Regions from separate parts of the Mus musculus genome. Here region 2 is linked to region 1. A link is a contact called in public Hi-C data. All regions are on one chromosome and are shown on one strand. Each heading gives the region's core, a stretch centred on a gene start, on an enhancer-like site or on the middle of the called end of the contact. The rest is flanking DNA. Distances are from core to core; before and after follow the strand shown. Region 1 overlaps Flt3 (FMS-like tyrosine kinase 3). Region 2 holds the start of Flt3 (FMS-like tyrosine kinase 3).

Region 1 (3,347 bases), core at 581-3,080:
TGCCGAGCCGCAATGACCAGTTTAGATAATCCAGCACAGTTTGTTCATGTTCTCTAATTACAGCAGGCCTTTTTATTTTTACTCTTAGGTGTGTTATGACATGGACTTTTGAAGAGCATCCAGTTTTTTTTTTTTAAGATTTATTTATTATTATATCTAAGTACACTGTAACTGTCTTCAGACGCACCAGAAGAGGGCATCAGATCTCATGGATGAGATGTGAGCCACCATGTGGTTGTTGGGATTTGAACTCAGGATCTTTGGAAGAGCAGTCAGTGCTCTTAACCACTGAACCATCTCTCCAGCCCCGGGCATCCAGTTTTTAGACGGTTTGTCTTCACTGCAGCCTTCTGCTCCAATCATGCCAAGCACTGTGCTCTTCCCCACTCTGTGACTGTGTCACACATTTGTGTGGCTCCATGCGACACTGTGCTGGGGCAGAAAACCAATGAGGATGTGACTTCAGGGCCCACAGGTTTTATGTTTCTAGGAGAAAGACAAGCAGACCTATACATCAGATCAGTGTCTTGTGATTGATACTGTCACTAAAGTTAGCATGGCTACCCCAAGGAAAAAGGGGTGAGGAACAGGCAAGAGAGCAAGAGAGCCTCCCTCGGATGGAATCCAGAGGGAGAGGGACTAGTCAAAGCCAGTCCAGGCTGGGCAGCCTTCTTGCTGGTCAGAAGGAGCCTTCCCAGAGCAGCTGGGAAGAATACGGGCAGGGCAGGTAGTCAGGAGGACATGATGGGGATGGGGACAGACATCTAGGAGATGCCACATGAAGAAAGCCAGACTTGGAGAAGGAGGGCAGGAGTCACGGCACAGACATTCCTGTTTTTATAGGCTTTGTTCTTTTAAAGGCTGAGGAGAGCGTAGTGGACCCCCATGGACACCATGTGCTCTCTTACAGAGTTCATTCCCTTCAGAGACTCTGGGCTCTACTCTCATGTACTCCTCGAAACTCATCGTTATCTTCTGTCTGTCTGTCTGCCCCCTGTACCCTGTATGTGCATGTGAAAGCAAGTGTGTGTGTGTGTGTGTGTGTGTGTGTGTGTGTGTGTGTGTGTGTGTATGAGAATGTGGGGCCCATGTACCGTAGTGTGTGTGCAGAAGTCAGAGGACAAACTGTGGGAGTTAATTCTTCCACTGTGGGACCCAGGAATCGAACTCAGGACATCAGGGTTACATGGTTAATGCGTTTTCTCACTGAGCTATCATCTCTTTGGTCCCCCCAAACTCACTTCTTCTGAATGCTTTCTTCAATCTTAATCTATTTATTCATTTAGAGACACGACCTCTATGTGTAGTCCAGGCTGGCCTCAAACTTAGAAATCCTCCTGCCTCAGCCTCTCCAGTGCTGCGATTATGGATCTGCACCACTAGGCCTGTCAGATATGATGCACTTTTATTCTGAAAGCCAGTTCTTTATCCAAAAGGGATTCTGTTCTCGCACGCACACACGCACGCACAGGAAGCCGGCTGTTAGAAGCGTCTCTGGAGCTAGGCGAAGGCCCCCTTTGGCACTTCTTTGGCTCATAGCTCCAGGGATGCCTCAGATGACTGCAGCTGAGTTAACTTAGGACTCAGCCAGTGTTCTCGGGATGTATGACAGTCATGGGTCTCTGTCCTCTGTAACTGTTGTGAGTCTCTCTCTGAAGGTGTAAGTCACAGACCATGTCATTCAAGCCTCTCTCTTCCAGTGTGTCCACAGAGACCTGGCAGCCAGGAATGTGTTGGTCACCCACGGGAAGGTGGTGAAGATCTGTGACTTTGGACTGGCCCGAGACATCCTGAGCGACTCCAGCTACGTCGTCAGGGGCAACGTGAGCCGTTTGCTTTTTGTCACGAGTACAGGAAACACCTGCACTCTCTGTGATGCGTTTTTGATTTATGGTGACACCAAGGGGAGAAAAAAAAAACTCCCAGTGCTTCACTTCTTTAGGCTGAAAAGATTGTTTTGTGCTCACTAAGAGCTAAGCAAAATAGCCACGCATCTCTGGGGGGCTGGCCACTCAGAACAGATCCATTAGGGGTTGGCATGAGATCTTCACCTGAAAAAAAAAATGCCCTTACTCAGACCTGTTTCGGTTTCCTTAGCTATAAAGTGGCTTTATATGTGTTTTATGTTTCCGATCATGAGACAAGCTAGCATGTATAAAAAGCTTTTTGTTTTTTTTTTTTCTGAACAGGCAGCACACAGGTATTCACTATAAAGTTTAAAGGTGCTGTAGTTAACTGGTAGCGTTTGTTACCCTGTTACTATATGAAGAGTTCAGGAAGACTCCAAATACAACATAACTGACATGTGTTCGTTCAAAGAGAATGTGAGGGGGCCAGAGAGATGGCTCAGTGGTTAAGAGCATAGAGTGCTTTTCCAGGGGACCCAAGTTTGATACCCAGCACCCACGGCAGGATGCTCGCAAGCATCTATAACTCCAGCTCCAAGGAATCTAGTGCCTCTGGCCTCTTTGGACATGTGTGCTCATGTGCACATACTTACACATAAGTGAAAATCAATTCAAAGTATGATGAGGCAAAAAATGAATGTTTAAGAAGGGAAGAAAGAGAGAGAGAAAGAAAGATAGACAGAAAATGATAGATAGATAAACAGACAAATGATTGATAGATAAACAGACAGAAGACATATAGACAATGATAGACAGACAGATAGACAGTGAGATGTCTCAGCAGGTAAAGGTAGTTGCTACCAAGCCTGAGGGCTGGAGTTGCCCCCCAAAAACACATGGTGGAAAAACTGGAATGGTATAAGTTGACCTCTGACCTTCACCTGTGTGCCGAGCATGCACCCTCCCCCAGCGCCCACACACATGCACAGGAATAAAAACATAATTATTCTTCTTTTCATTTTTCAAGACAGGGTTTCTCTGTGTAGCCCTGGCTGTCCTGGAACTCACTCTGTAGACCAGGCTGGCCTCGGAACTCAGACAGAGATCTGCCTGCCTCTGCCTCTGCCTCTGCCTCTGGAGCACTGGGGCTAAGGATGTGCGCTGCCACCATGTCCCCCTGGCATCAAATTTTTAAAGAAAGAAAGAATGAAATGAACAGTAAGGGCTGAAGAGCTCAGGCGTAGAGCTCTGGCCTGGCCTTCGCGAGGCTTTGGTTCAAGCCTCAGAATGAGGAAGAAAAAGAAGGAATTAGGACACCTTGGTGCAAGTCCCCCTGGTGCTGTGTGTTCAGCCAGTGCTGGGGGAGGGGGGCAGGGGGGAGGGGGAGGGGAGTCTCAGTACCATCATCCCTGCTTATGAAATGACAGCAGCCCAGGCTGCCCCAGTTCCTCCTCTCTGCTCGACACTCTCAGTACTCACTTCGGTCTGAAAATACCCACT
Region 2 (3,347 bases), core at 286-2,785, 59 kb before region 1:
CCGCCTCATGGCATTATGGGTGTATAGCAACAAACCCAGCTCTAGAAATTTTTTTAAGTCAATTATTGTAATTGCAAATGTACCAGGACTGGAAGATCTTAGCGTTGGTGTCTTCTCTTTCCATTTTATTAAAGGGGAAAGCCTAAAAGCAAACTAAGCAAACAAAAACCTGGTTTGAAGAAGTGATCTCCCAAGTGAAGGCTGGCCTCTGAGAACTGTCCTGGGATGGGCTGGACCTAAGCTTTGTCTTCTGGTTCCAGATGAATAACCGATAACCACAGATACACATCTCAGCAGCCTGAGCACCACATGTCTCGGAGAGTGAACTCTCCACACCTGGAAGGTTTTGGGTCTGTGTTTCTTTTTCTTTCCCTTTTTCTTTTTCTTCTTCTTTTTCTTTTACTTTTTTTCTTGCTGATGATATAACCCCGGGCCTTGCAAGAGCTAAGCTAGCAATCTACCGGTGAGCTACATCTCTAGCCCCACAAAGCTATCAGATGATTAAAAAAAAAAAAAGATCCATGAATAGGCTGGAGAGGTAGCTGTGTGGGAATTGCCCTCCCTATTAAAGATGAAATGTGCTGCTTTACATATGTATATTTCTCCGTCTGGCCGCTGATCAGTGGACAGTCTCACTGTGGTGTGCAGGAATGTTGGAATGTTTCTTCATGCTCCTGTTGCAATTCCAGAAGTGGAATCCATGCGTCGGGCACCTGACCTTAAAATGCCTAAAGCACCAAGCCCATGTCATTTTCCACAGTGGCTGCCCGGAGGACGTCACTTTGAAGTTTCCCCTAGCGGGAAGGCTGATAGTGCTGTGGACTGAGTGGAGGAGAAACAGTGTTGTTAGTGTGCTTGTATGCTCTCAGGGGTCATGCCTGAAGAGAAAAACGATGAAAAGAATGAGGAGCGGAGGACTGCTGTGATGGAGCGATATTACTGACGTCATTATGGGGAGAGAACTAGGACACAGAGGACAAATGGCTCAGGAGGGTTCCTTCATGGGGAAGCCAGGGCTGCTATCCTGTGCTTTCAATATTCAGCTTGATGCACGGGAAATAATTGTTACCTAGAGACACTATGAGACTAAAAGCCAGAACTAGGAGGTGACAACTCCAAACATCCTTTGAGGTGCACGGTCTAATTTGTTTGGGTGTCTGTTTAACCTCTCTAATTTATTGACCTTGAAACCGCGTCTGCTTTTCTGGGTCGGAGGTGGATGGGAATCTTGGACATCCTATAAGAAAGGACAGGGAGACAAAGAAAATCAGTCCACAATGCAGATCTACCAGATGTGGAATAAAACTCACGGGGTTACCAGTGTATGGCACCGATTCAGTGCCCATCACGGGACATCAAAGATCCCCGCGCATGAAGAAGGAGGTCTGTGTGTCACCACTCTTCTCACCCTTAGGAGTTTAAAGCAGAGGTCCGGGGACTCAACCACGGAGTCCAGGCAACTTCCCCAGCCGAACCGCACCCAGTCTCCCCTGCCGCAGTCCCGGTGCCAGGAGCGCAGGCTGGGGACCACGGCGGGCACGTGGGATCGGCTGCAGCACTGCGCCAGTTCAGCCCGCCTAGCAGCGAGCGGCCGCGGCCTCTGGAGAGAGGTTCCTCCCCCTCTGCTCTGCACCAGTCCGAGGGAATCTGTGGTCAGTGACGCGCATCCTTCAGCGAGCCACCTGCAGCCCGGGGCGCGCCGCTGGGACCGCATCACAGGCTGGGCCGGCGGCCTGGCTACCGCGCGCTCCGGAGGCCATGCGGGCGTTGGCGCAGCGCAGCGACCGGCGGCTGCTGCTGCTTGGTAAGGCCCCTCACCCCCTCTGCACCCCGGCCGAGCGCGCATCACTCCCTCATACCCACCGCGCGCTCCCCTCGCCGCCGCATCACTCCCCTCTTTCACGTCCCCCCTTTCAAGCGGTGAACTTGGCTTTGGTTTGCCCACCCCTGCCCTCACCCTCCTCCGCAGCGCTCCTCTGCAGCTCAGTCCCCAGGCCACCGCGCCTGGGCTTGGGCTTGGATGCTCCGTCAGCCTCTGAGAGTCTTCTTCAGCAGCGCAGGTGGCCCGAGACTCCCTGACCCGACCTCTGGGTACTATAGATTCTCGAGCCGGTGCGTTCTCACCTCTTTGAGATGTAGGCTGACAGAGCAAACTAATGGGAAAACTGCGAGCATCCTCTGCTAGAGCGGTCATCCCTGCTAACGACCCCCACCTGTACCAATTTTCGCTTCACTCAGTGGCTAGTTACTTTGGAAATACTATGCAAAACAGATTTATAAATTTAAAAACTAGCTACCCTTCCCCTCTCCATACTTTTCTTATTTTAGGATTAAACCCTAGTGACACTTTCAAGGACTCCTAGGACTACTCTCCCAAGTTGCCTGTTCGGGTAGAAGCATAGCTGTGATTGAAAATAGTAACTAACTATAGGGGGGAAAGTCCCCATTCTGCCCAGTTCTAATCGGTCTCGCGTCAGCTTTCTGTTTGGGAAGACAAGGGGGTTGGATTGAGTTGGAGTTGGAGACAGTTCTAGAAGTCGGGGGTGGGGGTGGGGGGAGATCAGGCCCTGCCCTAGTTTTGCAGCCTTCTGAGGCACTCCTGGCTTGGCCTCAGTCTGCCCAGTGGCCTATTTCCCCTTCATTTCCAACATTTAGGATTCTGGCTTGAACCTTCCGTGACAAATAGAGAAAACATTTTGCAACATTAAATGAGCAGAAACGGTTTCCAATTACTTTAAAAAAAAAGATGATAAAATTAAAAAATGTAGGCTATAAAGGAAAAGGATGGGGAGAACGCTGTACCTTTCTTAAGCGAGTTGATGCACAGGGACATCTCAAACGCATGGCGTGGCGTGCTTTTCTTTTCAGGCTCTATTAATGCAAAATGGTTAGCTTTGGCTGTGTATGAGATTAGATTAGTGACTTTCCCATAGCAGAGATGATTTTTCTAAAGGGCTAAAGGGTTCTAGGGAAGTAACTCAGAATCAGAGTAGGACTTGCAGCCATGCTCAAACCGCACTGAACTCCTTCGTAGGAAATGTCTTAGTCCCTCTCCAGATTCAAAGCGCAACACATGTGCAAAATCTTCTGTGTCCACTCCCCAGTTGTTATATATCAGTGTACCTACATAACCACTGTACGTCAAGACATAGAGTGACTCAGCTTCCAAGTTACCCCCACTCCTCAAACTCACTCTATATCACTTTTGCCAGTTGGTGAGATTTACAAAGAGCAAATCACTGTTATACCCCACCCCTCTCCTTCAGTGCTGGGGCTCAGACTCCAGGCCTCACGTACATGTGGCTTTATTTGTGTTGGGCACTGCTACTTCAAAGAGAGGATTTCAA

What was found. Hi-C and Micro-C count contacts between places; a contact is called where the count stands out from the background.
Region 2: a contact with region 1 is called in a Hi-C map of B cells, with 2.3 times the contacts expected there. The contact joins the promoter of Flt3 here to the enhancer-like site in region 1. A contact is called at or near these places in 5 of 39 promoter capture datasets (the C10 cell line, embryonic stem cells, pre-B cells and 1 more), 2 of 15 datasets of contacts at CTCF or cohesin (CD8 T cells and pro-B cells), 38 of 484 Hi-C or Micro-C datasets (B cells, the BV-2 cell line, the Ba/F3 cell line and 25 more), 11 of 115 datasets of contacts at active chromatin or transcription factors (the 230-238 cell line, the HPC-7 cell line, the SCID.adh cell line and 7 more) and 3 of 9 other capture datasets (adipose tissue, liver and pancreatic islet).

Annotation. Positions count from the first base shown.
Region 1 is chr5:147,339,689-147,343,035 of GRCm38.p6, reverse strand. It overlaps Flt3 (FMS-like tyrosine kinase 3), which reads left to right. Exons shown (of 24, transcript NM_010229.2): 20 at 1,701-1,823. Among named protein-coding and RNA genes, the nearest start is that of Urad, 19 kb to the right of the region's middle. Within about 2 kb of position 1,830, at least 83 of the 459 cell types and tissues checked have an H3K27ac peak or open chromatin away from gene starts, as enhancers often do. A contact at or near this core is called in the 230-238 cell line, B cells, CD8 T cells and 11 more, where this site is marked.
Region 2 is chr5:147,398,677-147,402,023 of GRCm38.p6, reverse strand. It overlaps Flt3 (FMS-like tyrosine kinase 3), which reads left to right and starts at 1,535. Exons shown (of 24, transcript NM_010229.2): 1 at 1,535-1,804. The coding sequence starts at 1,759. It overlaps Gm26597 (predicted gene, 26597), which reads right to left and starts at 2,470. Exons shown (of 2, transcript NR_165432.1): 1 at 2,125-2,470; 2 at 105-1,237.